5 separate regions of the Mus musculus genome follow, and regions 1, 2, 3 and 4 are each linked to region 5. The links are chromatin contacts, called in public ChIA-PET maps. All regions are on one chromosome and are shown on one strand. The core of a region is the stretch at or near the end of the contact, and the rest is flanking DNA. Distances in the headings are between cores, read along the strand shown. Region 1 has its middle 16 kb from the start of Ralgds. Region 2 overlaps Ralgds (ral guanine nucleotide dissociation stimulator). Region 3 overlaps Rapgef1 (Rap guanine nucleotide exchange factor (GEF) 1). Region 4 overlaps Rapgef1 (Rap guanine nucleotide exchange factor (GEF) 1). Region 5 has its middle 28 kb from the start of Setx.

Region 1 (2,700 bases), core at 124-2,623, 580 kb after region 5:
GCCCCAGGACTAGGGAGTCCGGGGCTACAGGGTATTTGTGTTGTTAAAACATCGTGCCTGTCCCTCTGGAATGGCCGGCACCAGGCTACAATTGACTGTACAGCTGATTCTGAATCTTTCTGACATTCTACCACTGTCCAATTGTCACTCGGATATCTAGAAAATGGCATTGGTTGCTAAGGGACTGGCCTGATGGTAGGCAGCTGCAGCTTGGGGTAATAGGAAGAGGGAGTAGACTGGGGTTTCTCTCAGTAAGGATCCTGGGGCTGTGGGCTGCTAGGCCCTATATGGAGGTGTGGGTGGATCAACCACAGGAGGTAACCACTCAGAGCTAAGAGCCACACACAGGCGGTGGGAAAGCCCCTAGCCGGGAGTCTTCCTGCAGGTATTTTGGGGGACTATGGTTGCTAAGCAACTGTACTAGGTTGCCATGGGAACTCTCCCTTCTTCTGGGACTTGTCATTTTTATGGAGATGCCACATTCCTTCCCATCTCTACCTCCTCAGGCTGTCTCAGCTACCTGTAAGGGGCCCTGGAGGCTCCCCAAACCTACCTTTGCCTACAAGGAAGCCACCTATCCAAGAAAGTACTATGCCTCTAAGACTCAGTTTGGGGGTGTGTGTGTAGGGGATTCAGGTCTCACAGTGTACCTCAGGATGACCTTGAACTCATAATTCTCCTGCCTCAGCTGGGATTGCAGTCGTGCACCACCCCGTGACCCTCTAAGAGAGGATTCTCTTGAGGTTCAAGACCCAACACAGAAAGCAGAGTTGAGGCCCTCATTAGAGTCAGGGGGATGAAAAAAATCTGTCTAGCTTGGTTTGCATCTCCATTCCTGCTAACCACCAACTCAGGCTCTTCCTGCCTTGACAGGGCTCTGACCACTAGAAGCCCAGTATAACTGGAAGGCATTCTCCGCCCTAGCCCTGGTGCCTGGCCCCTCCCTGGCTTGTCTGTAAAGGAGTGTCACCTGGGGCTTGCCATTACCCAACCAGGGGTTGTCCCCATGCCCAGCCAACCAGTGTTGGCAGCAGGCCATGCTGGGTAGACATGCCTCCTCTGGGACAGGCTAAGGCTAAGGTCCCTGCCAGCCATGTGTTGTATAAGCAGCTCACCTTTCCCTAAAACTACTTCTTGTGGCCTGTGGTAATAGGTAGGGGAGCTGTCTGGAAACTGCAGTAGGCCAAGGCAACTTACTGGTGACGAGCCAGAGGGAGGCAAAGTCCAGGCCCCAAGGTGTGTGTGTTGGGGAGAGGGGGTGGGGGAGAAGCTGAGGTCTCCTCAGTGGTTACCAGCAACACCCTGCTGCTCGCCTGCTCTCATTCTGATTTCCTTCAGTGTGTGTCACCAAGGATGACTCCTGACCTGTTTACAGTTTGCTTTGTCTCCTGGCAACCAGATGAGCTTTTGTGGAAACTCGGGACAGGGCAGTGCAGTACTGAACTTCCACACCAGAGGTTACAGCGCCACCTGCTGGTGCTACCATTGGTGGCCTTCAAGCCTTCCTACACAGGTGAAATTCTGCCAGATCCTAAGGAACCTGGCCTTCCCTATAACCCTCCTCACAGGCTCAGCTGTGTCCTTCCAAAAGCCCTTGGGTCCTGCAGATCCAGGCAACACAAGGCTAGACTGGGATGGGGTCAGGTCAGGGCTCACTCTCTCACTCTCACACACTCTCTCTCTCTCTCTCTCTCTCTCTCTCTCTCACACACACACACACACACACACACACACACACACACACACACACACACACGATGTCCTTACAGTAATGGAGACAACCAGACACAGACACACAGAGACACAGACACACAGAGGCAGCTGTGTGGAGGCAGAGGACTACAGACACGTTTAGGGGGATTTAAAGCTAAGGACTACAGCCATGCCAGAAGCTGTGGTTCAGTGGTGTTGATGCCTTGCTTTTAGGCTTCTGTCCTCTAGAACCACGAGAGATTTCTGTTGCACAGGGTCATCCAGTATATGGCATTCTGCTAGAGCAGCCACAGGACACTAACACAACGTACCAGGCCTGTCACCTTTTTGTCACCGTCATGCCTACCTCGCTGACTCTTGTCTCGCTCCCTGTCAGCTTTCTGCACTGCTCTTCCTGCTTTCTCTCGTGTGGCTGACCTATGAGATGCACAAGCACATGGATGAATGGCTCTCCAGCTCTGCTACTTCACCAAGTTCAGACAACCGTAAAAGTCAGAAGCTGGGGAAATGGCTCAGAGGTTACAGGGCCAGGACCTCCACGACTCAGGCAAATGCCTGATGGCTGTGGCTATCCAGACAGATATAAATCTAGCCTCAAAGGATAGAGACGGAATCTCCAGAGCAAGCTGGCCAGCAAGCCCAGCCCTATTAGTTGAGACCCTGCCTCCCTCAATGATCACAGCACCTACCATATGCATGTGCCAACACATGCATCTACGCCCAGTGTGTTGGAGTTCCCAGCACTCGGAAGAGGATGTCTGTGAGTTCTGGGGTCTACACAGTGAGTTCCAGGATAGCTAGTGCTATGTAGAGACCCAGTCTCAAAACAAATGAACCAAAACTCATGCACAACATATATACACATATATGTATAACACACATACCTGAAAATGGAAGAGGAAAAAGTCAAGAGACAGCAGCAGGTGTGCAGATGGGGGGTGGGGTGGGGTGGGGTGACAGCAATGAAGGCAATAGCAGGTGAGGAAG
Region 2 (2,700 bases), core at 95-2,594, 560 kb after region 5:
TCTGCATCAGCTCCTGCCTCCAGGCTCCAGCTCTCCCCTCCTGACTTCCTTCAGTGATGGATGAGGATGCCAAAATGTGAGCCAAATGAACCCTTTCCTCCCCAGCTTGCTTTTGGTCATGGTGTTTCTTTATAGCAATAGTAATCCTGGTGAGATGGCTCAGTGGATAAGAGCACCCGACTGCTCTTCCGAAAGTCCGAAGTTCAAATCCCAGCAACCACATGGCTCACAACCATATGTAACAAAATCTGATGCTCTCTTCTGGAGTGTCTGAAGAAAGCTACAGTGTACTTACATATAATAAACAAATAAGTGGAAAAAAAAGAGTTTAAAATAAAAATAAAAAAAAAAAGTAATCCTAAGACAGACCGCTTACAAAGCCTAAACTTCCATTCAATGAGGGCAAAGGGCAGTCCTGCTGTGAGAGGATTTCTGACACTAGGAGGAAGAGGACAGGGGAGGGGAGGAGTGACATGTGAGGACAGCTTTTAAACCGAGCAAAATATTTGAATATGCATGGCCTTATGGGCAATGAGAAGCAAAGCCAATGGCTTCTCTTCTCACCTGTGGGTAGGGATGTCAGCAGGATCTTTGTGCATGGGCTGGGGAAGGGAGGGAGGCTCAGCCCAGAGTCGCAAGAGGGACTGGGGCCCTCAAACAGAAAACTCTGGAAAGGAGTCTGGCAGGGTCACCCTCCTGGTCTCCTCTCCACACTTACCCCTAGCCAGCGCTGGCCCTTAGTGGCTCCTTGGTGTAGCTGGACCTTGCGCAGGGAGATGGAGTAGATGACCCCGTTGATCAGCTCCTCCCCAATCTCCTGCGTGGAGCTCTGGAAAGACAAGGCCCAAGAGCCAGGCCAGGCCATCAGGGGTCTGCTATAGGGGCATGGCACAGACAGGTGGCTTCTGGACTTCCAGGGCGAAGAAAATGGAGAGCCAGGACTCCCCTTCCCACCTGGCTCCTCACGACCTTAAGGTCAACATCTCAGGAACCTGCTCCTACTTAGTACTGGACAGCCCAACACAGTCTACCTGGACAGTACTGTTATTCAGCCATTTCAGAGACGGGTAAGTGGAGGCTGAGGCAGCCAAACTGTCTGGTGTATATGACAGATCCCCTATGCCAAGGCCCTAGCATGGTCACAGGTGGCACTGGCCTCAGAACCCAAGGCCAGGGTCACCCACACTCTTCTTTCATTGTCCCATCTGAGGTTCCAGGCTGACCAGGCAGCAGCAGGCAGCTCTTTCTAGCCCAGTGCTGGAGTCGGCACCATGGCTCTAGGGCAGGTGCAGACGCTGACCACATCTGAGGCCACTTCCTTCCCCTTCTGCTCATTCATGCTGCTGAGACTTCTTGGGTAACATGGGGGTTCCCAGCTGGCTGTTCTTCCTCATGTGAGTGAGTGGGGTACTGCAACAGTGCTGGGGATCCACAGAACCCCAAATCATGAGGCCTATATGGAGAAGGGGGTCATGTGACTGCTTCTCAGAGCCTAAAGCAGAAATGAAACATTCACTTCCTTGCACCTCAGGCTCTCTCTACTCCTGCCCTCTGGAGAAGGGATAGAGGGGACCTGATTCCTGGAAGTCAGTGGGTAACAAGAAGGCTCATGACCCTAAGCAATCCTGGCCTGGACCCTGTGGGAGTGTCATGTGTTCCTCAGCGCAGGGAACTTCCCTTCAGACACTAGTGGCACTGTCATCAGCTAACCCCTGACCCAAATCTAGAAAGTCTTTCAGCAAAGATAAAGGAGACCATGGCTCTGGAACACCCACTGTGTCGGCTCAGCGTTCTTAAAAGTCAGGGCTGGCAGAGTCTTCCTTCCCTGAGGAGCCTGGCCGTACCCAGCATCAGCAGCAGAGTCAGGGTCACACATGAGGCTCCTGCCATACAACACTGGGGTTCAGCCTGGGGACCCTAGTACAGTGCTACTTTGTAACAGGTTTTTATCGATGCCCATTAGACAGAAATGTGCCCTGGCCAGGCACACCCGCGGCCATAGCTGGATGCGAGCAGCAGTGGCCATCCCTGAGCAGGGCTCAAATGCAAGGCTTTGCTTGGCCTGGGCTTCCGCTGACAGCCCAGCAGCTGGCCTGGGCCCTGTGGGAGTGTCATGTGATCCCTGTACCCTTCCCCCAACCGAGGGGGGGCCATTCTGCCAGCTGGATGGGGGTGGGGGTGCAGACAGGCTCTGAGAGCCATACATGTCTTCCTCTGGGGAGCCGACACCCTGTTGCACAGATGGGAACTGTTCCAGCCATGAGGAGCTAAGCCCATACACTCTGCTTCCTTCAAACAATCACAGCAGAATGAATCAGACCACCTCACAATACTGAGTGTGGGCCCCTTTGCACCAGATACCCAGAGAAGACAGAGATACCCCAGGCCTGGTTAGAAAGCAACAGAGAAGAGCTTCCCTCCCCAGTCTAAGGAGCTATCCTCAGGTCCCTCTGAGGTTGGAAGGGCAGGGACCATGTAACCTGAGGCTACCTTGAGCTACCTTTCTAGTAGGCAGCCCATGTAGGAAGTGTCATATTCAAGCAGTCCAGGGAGAGGAGGGGGTAAGCTGGCCTGGTAAACAGCTGAAACAGCAAAGATGTCTGCCAGCCTGCCTGCCTAGGGCAGGCATCCAGGAGGCCTCTGAGCTCCAAGAAAGGAATGCCACATGGTTGGCTGTGTCCTTAGAGAGGATCATCTCCT
Region 3 (2,700 bases), core at 120-2,619, 550 kb before region 5:
AGGTCAGTAGCATGAAGCTGAGGAGAAGTGCCAGCCAATGTGGAAGATTCAGACTAGTTTGAATGGGTTAAATAACTTACAAGCTGGTCAGGGAAGAAGCCAAAGCTTATGGCCTAGGCATTTATTAATAAATAATTAGTCTCAGAGTCATCATTACGGGAGCAGGGGCTGGAAGGAGAAAACTTTTAAAAAACAATCGTCTTCCTCCTATATAAAACTAGGAATTGGGGCTGGTGAGATGGCTCAGTGGGTAAGAGCACCCGACTGCTCTTCCGAAGGTCCAGAGTTCAAATCCCAGCAACCACATGGTGGCTCACAACCATCCTAACGAGATCTGGTGCCCTCTTTTGGAGTGACTGAAGACAGCTACAGTGTACTTACATATAATAAATAAATAAATCTTTAAAAAAAAAAACAAAAAACTAGGAATCCCTAAGCACTGGCCGTCCTCCGCGCTTCAATGCCAGTACAGGACCTACCTCCCAAGAGACAACCTAGCACTAGTTTGTGTACAAACTTGTAGACTCCAGGGGGCAGCAGTGATTTGTGTTTTCACAATTCATGCCCTGAGCCTAGAACAGTGCCTGTGTCACACATTCGACGGCTAAACATCAGTTTGTAACGGGAATGATGAAACAGACTTTTCTCCCACTGAAAACACTTTACTTTGGCTAGAACATTTGCAGGGAGCATGGTTCCATTAAACTTAGTGCCTCAGCCTGTTCAATGGCAAAGAAAACACCAAAGCCTGTAGTCTGGATAAGATTCCAGAGCCTTCCCTCCTCTATCTCTCCTCCCTGACAATGAAAGCTTGGCACGTGGGCTCAGGTGGCCCCATTCTAATCACAGTGGTAGGCACTGTAGGTGGGCCCTGCGTGGGTTTCCCCTGTGGCCTGGAAATGACAAGATTCTTCTGTTTCCTGTGTGAGTGAGGGTGGGGCATGCTGCTGACTCCCAGAGGAGCAATGACCACAGAAAACATCCAACCCGAGAGACTCTAGAGGTTAGGGGTTAGTAAACGGTCTGTCATCCAGAATTCCAACAGCAGCCTGCAAACAGGGAAGGGTTTTCATATTTCTAAATGTTTATGTAAACACCTACATAATGGTCTGAATTTTGTTTCTTATTCTAAAATCCTACCTACCTGGTCCTTTATGTTTTCAGATCCCTAACACAGATGAACTATAGGACAAACCTCTCAGCTTTTGTCTATGGTCTTCAGGGTTCCTAAAAGTCTTACAAGCAATCCCTGGAAAGTAACTGTCGATCTTGGGTGGCTGATGGCCACTGCAATCACAGCAGATTAGGGCAACAGCCTCTACACAGCTGGAAAAGGAATCTTGAAATCCGGAAATGTATTTTACGCACGTTCCCAGGGTGAAACACACTCTACAGCCAGTGGCTCAGGACAGACATTGTTCTAAATTTGGAGCTATCTGATGACAGAGCCAAGTTTCCTTCCCTTTTCTTACCCACACCCAAAGTAACACCCACACTTCTCATGAGAAAAACCCCTTCACACTTACAGTTTCCATCCCCTATAACTGATCCCTGCTGAATAAAAGATCCAACTTATAGAAGGCTGGAGTTACACGCCAACTGTGTACAAAAAGAACCCATCTCGAATGTCAATCCTTTGGTACCACACCTGGCACACAGGAAGCCACTGGCATTGCCTAATACCATATCCCAGCTGTTACTGGTCACTGCTACACATGCTACAGTGCTGTGTTACATATGGTACATGTGACATATGCTATACATTGTATTTTATAGACATTCACACTCTCCATGTAAACTGTTTTATATGTTATAGAACATTTACACATATATCATGTTAAATATGAAGCATATGATATACAATGTACTGTTTCCTATTAGTACTGCATACATTGTCCCAACCCTGTTATAACATTAGTAACAAAAGATACAAGCTATAAGACTTCACATCCCACCTGGTTCTTCCATTGTTAAAATTAGATAATTATTTTAGATTATTTTACCCTCCTGGTCTAAGGCATGTGATTTCTAAAGTATCCTATGTAACCTTCTGTTTTAAAAGGTTTCCTCTCATCCTGAACCTTCTTGTGATATTACCACACATGGCTTTCACCCTCGCTCTGACCCTTCCTCATCCATCACATTTAGTCACATTCTGAGGTACTACATGAGTTGGCTAATTAAGAGCACCTTGACCATTTATTATGATGCATTTATTTATAGGCCAGGTCTCATTATGTTGCCCAGGTTGGCCTTCTCAAGACCCTCCTGCCTCAGCATTCTGTATGGATTACTGTATGGTTATTATACATATAACCACACCTTGCTCTGTTTATCTGCGGTGCAGAGCTGGTGTCTCATCACTTAGAAGCAGTTAGGAAAAGGACCATTTGGGTTGTTTGCCCCTCCACATCTCCAGACCCAGCAGTTGGCCCAGCATTAACAATGTAGGGACTCTTTGACTCATTCTACATCTTCAACAGGAGAAAAAATTTTAATCATCAATACTCTTTGGAAGATAGAAAATAAAAGGTAATGGCAATAAATGTGCATCCTTAAACAAACCAAAGCAACCAAGAAAAGTCCAAAGCAAAGCAGAACACTGTAAGCCGCAGCTTCATCTCACTGCTGCTGCCAGCCCTGGATGGTCTCTCCTCAGATGACCCGTCACTGTGGCACTACAAGTACAGCTGACATTTT
Region 4 (2,700 bases), core at 170-2,669, 580 kb before region 5:
AAGTTCAATTTCTTAGTCAAAAACATTCCAAGTGCTCACTCAGGCAGGATCAGATAATCTCTGGCCTCTGAAGATCACCAGGGAGCCCTATAGCACTCAGAAGAGCCTCTGGCCTCCACTCACGCAGGCAAACCAAACCCTGCCTCAGGCTAGGTACCACAGAGCAACAGGAAGCCCTTGCTGTCCAGGGCAGAGGTAACACTAGCTGGAAGGAAGTCCACCTGGCCCTTGTAAGTCAGAGCAGATGAAGTGGCATGGTGAGATTTTCTGGCCTCCATTTCTCCCTAGTCCCCAGCAGCACAGGGCAGGTTCATTCACATTTATACTTCCCTTGTGATACGTGAAGGTTGCGAGCAAGTCCTAATAGAGCTGGTTCAGAGCTCGGACTGGATGGAGGCAGAGGGCTTGGGCAGCACATTACCACATGCCTCTCTAACTCTCTAACGGAGGCTGAAACAGTACCCCCTTCGCATGGAGACTGACATCGCATGCAGGAAACACTGCGCTTCTCATGCTGAGCACAGTCGGTGCTGAGGCAAATGTGGGTCAGTGCAGTCTTGCAGACTGGGTAGGGAAGGCAGCAACTGATGCTCTACAGTGACCTGCGAGGCTGGAAGTCCTAGGAGACGCTCGGCAGACAAGGTGCCTTATTAGCAAATGGGCTTGTGTTGGAGGACTCTGCCTGTAGGCTGATATAAGTGAGCATGCATGAGAGAGGGTGGTCGGCTACATGATATTCTGTGAGCTGGAGGATGAAACACAGTTTAAAAAGATTAATTCTCTCTCTCTCTCTCTCTCTCTCTCTCTCTCTCTCTCTCTCTGTGTGTGTGTGTGTGTGTGTGTGTGCATGTGTGATGCTCAAGGACTAGAAGACAGCACTGGATCCTTTGAAGTTGGAGTTAGTGGGATTGCTCAGCAAGCACTTTCAACTACTAGGCCATCTCTCCACAGATACATAAACACACAGACACATCAATTAAGTTTGAAAGGTTATTTAATCTTTTGTATGTGAGTGATTTGCCTCAACTGTGTTTAAGTATATGCACTACACACACAACGGTGGGAGTCAGAAGAGGGCACCAGATCCCTCGGAATTGGAGTTACTGTAAATTACCACATGAGTGTTGGGAATCGATCCCAAATATTCTATAAGAGCAAAAAAAAGTGCTCTTAACCACTGAGCCATGTCTCCAATTCCATAGGCAAATAGTCTTTTTTGAAAGTGTGTTTTATGCACCTAGTTCACAGACCATCATAGCTCATGACAGACATGCTCAGAACACTTCTGTCAGCTGTCCTGAAAATTCACTTCCGATTTGTATTTTTAACTAGAAGTGGGTCCACTGTGGTATAACTTCATTTATCAACTGGCCAGCACAGGGTAGCTGCTGAGCACGGAAGCAAGGCATGAGTTTAGTGGGTGCAGGGTTAGTCATACTCTGAATACATCTTATTTCCATACAGCCCACAGGCTTTCAACAGGTTATCCTCCAGCACTGACACGAGGCTCACTCTCCCAATTAGATGGCTCACCAATACTTTCTTCTCTTCACTTACAGGAAGAGGCACACCTGCCCTGTATCAGTCACTGCTAGTCCATCCATCCCATTCCTTCTGATGCTGGCTGGCTTTGTAACAGACTCCAAAGAGAGCACACAGCTCCCAGACAGGCTGAGAGAAGAGAGACAAGCAGGCTTGAAGGGGAAGTCTGGGTTTACTGTGGTGATCAAGTTCCTCAGAGGCTCAGCTGGGTGAGCCAACTTCCTCTTCTCTGGGATCTGCTGCCCTGGGTCTGTAAGGAGATGCAGGGTTAAGGAGCTGGCCAGACTCGCAGCCAACTCTCATAACCAAGGTGGAACCAACGTGGAAAGAAATATAGACGGTACAAAAATCCCCTGAGGAACATGAGAGCAAGGCTGGCCCTGACCACGAACCAGAGATACCTACTCCTGATAGCTGCCATCAAAGCCAGGAAGTGGGTGACAGAACTCACTCTACCTTTGCCTGCCTGGTCCTGAATACAGTTTGAGTAGGTACATAATTGGGAAGCTGTGGTGACAGTTTGAGGCACCTATTAATACCTCCCTCTTCTCAGGCCAGTTAGTGGGCACAAAACCACCAGCAAGTCACATGGTGAACAGAGTTGCTATGTAATGACAACCAACATTACAATTCTGGAAATCAGAATTAGACTGTGCTCAGCTTTCTCTGGAAAGATGGGTGAACAATCAGGTTTCAAGTGGCCGTCGGGATCCCTAACTGTGCTATTCAGGCCCAATAAACGCTTTCTCTGTAAGTTGCCTTGGTCATGCTGTCCTATCAGCAACTGAAAAATACCTAAGAGTGAGAAATGTATTGTTGCTTCCCTGTACTTTATACAGCCACAGGAGGATGAACAGCTACACAGTGGGGTTTGCCAGAGCCACTCTCCTGTCATATAGGTAGTCACCCTATGGTTGTCTGGATTGTGATTCCTCTTTTTATAATTTGCGTCCACATGTGTAGTTTAACTTTAGAGTTTGTGATCATCACACAAGGTAGTGTTCTATATAGTCTCTCTATAGGCCTGACAGTAACCACTCAGATGACATACATCCTTGCTTTTCTCTGTGATATTGTTCTGTCTGCTCGCCTACCATGGTCACTGGGTTGCTATTGGCTTTGGCTTTCCTAAACAATGCTGCTACAGACACATCCAGC
Region 5 (2,700 bases), core at 24-2,523:
AGCAAGTCAATTTCCAAATTTTAACATTTCTTTTCTGCTTTAGGGGTTGTCTTAAAAAACCATTACCTAAGCAATTCTCAGCCAGCTGTAGGAGACTTCCTGGTTTGCCAGGCACATCTGGAAAGTAAGTTTTGCAAAGACTGAGAATCCTTCAAAAGAATAACCCCATCAAATCTCATATAACAATCACTCCAGATGCATGCCAGATATATTCATATATACATACACACACACACATATATTTCAAATGGGGATTTATCAGCAGATTGGTTTACAGGGTGTGGTCCAAGTAGTTCAACAATGGCTGTCTCACAAATGAAAAGCTGAGAATCACTAATTGTTCTGTCCACAGTGCTGGAGTCCAGGATGGTTCCAGGAGAGCTGGTCTTCAGTCTATGCTGAAATCCTAAAGACCCTGGATTTCATATTGGCTGCAGCAACATAGATGAACTTGCCAGCAAGAGTAAACACAGCTGGCAAAATCAGTTTCATCTTCCTTGTCCTTTTATGTGGCTGCCACCAGAAGGTGTGGCCTACATTTAGGGTGGATCTTCCTGCTTCAAACAATAGCATTAAGAAAGTCCCTCTTGGCTGGGTGTGGTGGCGTACTCCTTTAATCCCAGCACTTGAGAGGCAGAGGCAGGTGGATTTCTAAATTCGAGGCCAGCCTGGTCCACAGAGTGAGTTCCAGGACAGCCAGGGCTACACAGAGAAACCCTGTCTCGAAAACAACAACAACAACAACAACAAAAAAAACAACCAAACAAACAAAGAAAAGAATGTTTCCTTGGCTGAGTGGTGGCGATGCATGCCTCCGGAGGCAGAAGTAGGCAGATCTCTGAGTTTGAGGTCAGCCTGGTCTACAGAGTGAGTTGCAGGATAGGACAGCCAGGGATACACAGAGAAACCCTGCCTGGAAAAACAAATAAACAAGTGGAAAAAGAAAGGAAGAAAGAAAAAAGAAGAAAGAAAATTCATCTTAGGAGTGCCTAGCAGCTGATTTTGGAATATCTCAAAATACTTACAAAGATCCTGACGCCTAAATTTGCATTCATTTGCCCGTAAATGACAGCCCCTATGAGGCTTTGTGGCATGTATCATTCTTGTCGGTATTTAGTTTATTGTTTACCAACTTGGCTCTGTCGATCCCCCTTCACTCATCCATTCAGCCTAGACACTGTTCTGGTGCTGGGGAAGAGGCTAAGTCAGCCTCCGTCTCCTCCCAAGAGCTCATCTCCCAGGCAGCATAGCAGGAGCCTCACAGTGACTAAGAACCAAAAATCAGGACCCACATCAAATGCTGAAGCATAAAAGGAAGCAGAGCAAAGTTAAGTCCTTGGTGTGTGGGGGTGGGGGTGGGGGTGGGGGAGAGCTTAGCTTCTTAGAGACATAATTAAGGGGTTGGCCTTCTCCATATTGGGAGGGCCCTTAGCTTTGTCCATTTGACACACAGTGCAGAGTACCAGTGAAAGAATCTCAACCGAGGGATTGCTGGTGGGGAACTGATTATCTTCCTTGTAATTAACAGGCCTGGCCCGCTGTGGGTTGAACCATACCTAGGCAGTGGTCCTGTAGAGAGGGCTTTAGAGCCAAGGGCTGTCTACCCAGAAGTCCATTTCTTCCCAAGGGTGAACAGTGAACTGCTGGGCCTAGATAACCCAGGGTGGGGTGGTACCCAAGGGAGGGAACTCGTTTCTCTGAGAAAAAGGGATGGGAGCAGTGTGTGTGTGTGGGGCGCTTGGAAGGACTGCTAAGGGGGTGCTGTGATGGGATGTAAAGTGAATAAAAAAATAAATTACTGGAAAAAAAAAAAAAAGAACTGATCAGCCTGGCGTGGTGGCGCACGCCTTTAATCCCAACACTAGGGAGGCAGAGGTAGGCGGATTTCTGAGTTCGAGGCCAGCCTGGTCTATAAAGTGAGCTCCAGGACAGCCAGAGCTATAAAGAGAAACCCTGTCTCGAAAAACAAAAAAACAAAACAAAACAAAAAAAAAATAACTGATCAAAGGGGAAAGACCCAGAAAAAGGAGACAAGTTCACTGAAGCAGAAAGCAGCAGTAGCTGGGCAATGATGGCCCACGCCTTCGAGGCCAACCTGGTCTACAGAGTGAGTTCCAGGACAGCCAGGGCTACACAGAGAAAACCTGTCTTGAAAAACCAAAAAAAAAAAAAAAAAAAAAGACAGAGAGACAGATTATTAGATTCATCGATTTATTCAGTGATTTACTTAAAGCACTGCTTGTACTGTCTGTTTGCCTTGCATGACTTCGCTTGTACACGGAACACAGCGACCTGGAGAAGTAGCTAAAACAATGGGTCGTTGCCCTTAACAACATGCAGATTGCTAGCTCGCTGGCACAACCTCACCCAACCTTGTGGTTTAGACTATAAAAATGAGACTGCAAACTGTACCCAAGATCAATGCCTTGCAGGTGCTGCCCTAGCTTTGGTCCACTGTGGCATGTGACATCTCCTCTCGTCCATTCTAATTGGTGTCGGAGTGTTTATTCCAGAGAGTCCCACAATAGCAAAAAAGCACCTGCACGGGCAGGGTCTGTCTCCAAAGCTTCTGGGCTGCCGGGTGATCTTTAAGCTGGTCTCTCCATAGGTTCCTGGACCACTTCTTCCTTTGATCCCTTCCAATTTCATTTTCATGCCTCAGACAGCATATAACTCTACCTCCAACCCCATGGATGATAT

Evidence for each region. ChIA-PET counts read pairs in DNA pulled down with a chosen protein or histone mark.
Region 1: a contact with region 5 is called in an RNA polymerase II ChIA-PET map of memory CD8 T cells, with 11 read pairs. The contact joins two enhancer-like sites. A contact is called at or near these places in 3 of 115 datasets of contacts at active chromatin or transcription factors (bone marrow-derived macrophages, memory CD8 T cells and pancreatic cancer cells).
Region 2: an RNA polymerase II ChIA-PET map of memory CD8 T cells shows a contact between it and region 5, with 9 read pairs. The contact joins two enhancer-like sites. A contact is called at or near these places in 2 of 115 datasets of contacts at active chromatin or transcription factors (memory CD8 T cells and pancreatic cancer cells).
Region 3: an RNA polymerase II ChIA-PET map of memory CD8 T cells shows a contact between it and region 5, with 8 read pairs. The contact joins two enhancer-like sites. A contact is called at or near these places in 4 of 115 datasets of contacts at active chromatin or transcription factors (embryonic stem cells, large pre-B cells and memory CD8 T cells).
Region 4: an RNA polymerase II ChIA-PET map of memory CD8 T cells shows a contact between it and region 5, with 5 read pairs. The contact joins two enhancer-like sites. A contact is called at or near these places in 1 of 484 Hi-C or Micro-C datasets (CD4 T cells) and 1 of 115 datasets of contacts at active chromatin or transcription factors (memory CD8 T cells).

What each region holds. Positions count from the first base shown.
Region 1 is chr2:28,516,109-28,518,808 of GRCm38.p6, reverse strand. It overlaps a transcript of Ralgds not described here. Among named protein-coding and RNA genes, the nearest start is that of Ralgds, 16 kb to the left of the region's middle. Within about 2 kb of position 1,373, at least 225 of the 459 cell types and tissues checked have an H3K27ac peak or open chromatin away from gene starts, as enhancers often do. A contact at or near this core is called in memory CD8 T cells, where this site is marked.
Region 2 is chr2:28,538,840-28,541,539 of GRCm38.p6, reverse strand. Ralgds (ral guanine nucleotide dissociation stimulator) reads right to left here. Exons shown (of 18, transcript NM_001145835.1): 2 at 719-829. Among named protein-coding and RNA genes, the nearest start is that of Ralgds, 6.7 kb to the right of the region's middle. Within about 2 kb of position 1,344, at least 194 of the 459 cell types and tissues checked have an H3K27ac peak or open chromatin away from gene starts, as enhancers often do. A contact at or near this core is called in memory CD8 T cells, where this site is marked.
Region 3 is chr2:29,648,135-29,650,834 of GRCm38.p6, reverse strand. The region is part of intron 1 of Rapgef1 (Rap guanine nucleotide exchange factor (GEF) 1); the gene reads right to left. Among named protein-coding and RNA genes, the nearest start is that of Rapgef1, 30 kb to the right of the region's middle. Within about 2 kb of position 1,369, at least 114 of the 459 cell types and tissues checked have an H3K27ac peak or open chromatin away from gene starts, as enhancers often do. A contact at or near this core is called in memory CD8 T cells, where this site is marked.
Region 4 is chr2:29,672,095-29,674,794 of GRCm38.p6, reverse strand. The region is part of intron 1 of Rapgef1 (Rap guanine nucleotide exchange factor (GEF) 1); the gene reads right to left. Among named protein-coding and RNA genes, the nearest start is that of Rapgef1, 54 kb to the right of the region's middle. Within about 2 kb of position 1,419, at least 122 of the 459 cell types and tissues checked have an H3K27ac peak or open chromatin away from gene starts, as enhancers often do. A contact at or near this core is called in memory CD8 T cells, where this site is marked.
Region 5 is chr2:29,095,499-29,098,198 of GRCm38.p6, reverse strand. No RefSeq gene overlaps it. Among named protein-coding and RNA genes, the nearest start is that of Setx, 28 kb to the left of the region's middle. Within about 2 kb of position 1,273, at least 32 of the 459 cell types and tissues checked have an H3K27ac peak or open chromatin away from gene starts, as enhancers often do. A contact at or near this core is called in memory CD8 T cells, where this site is marked.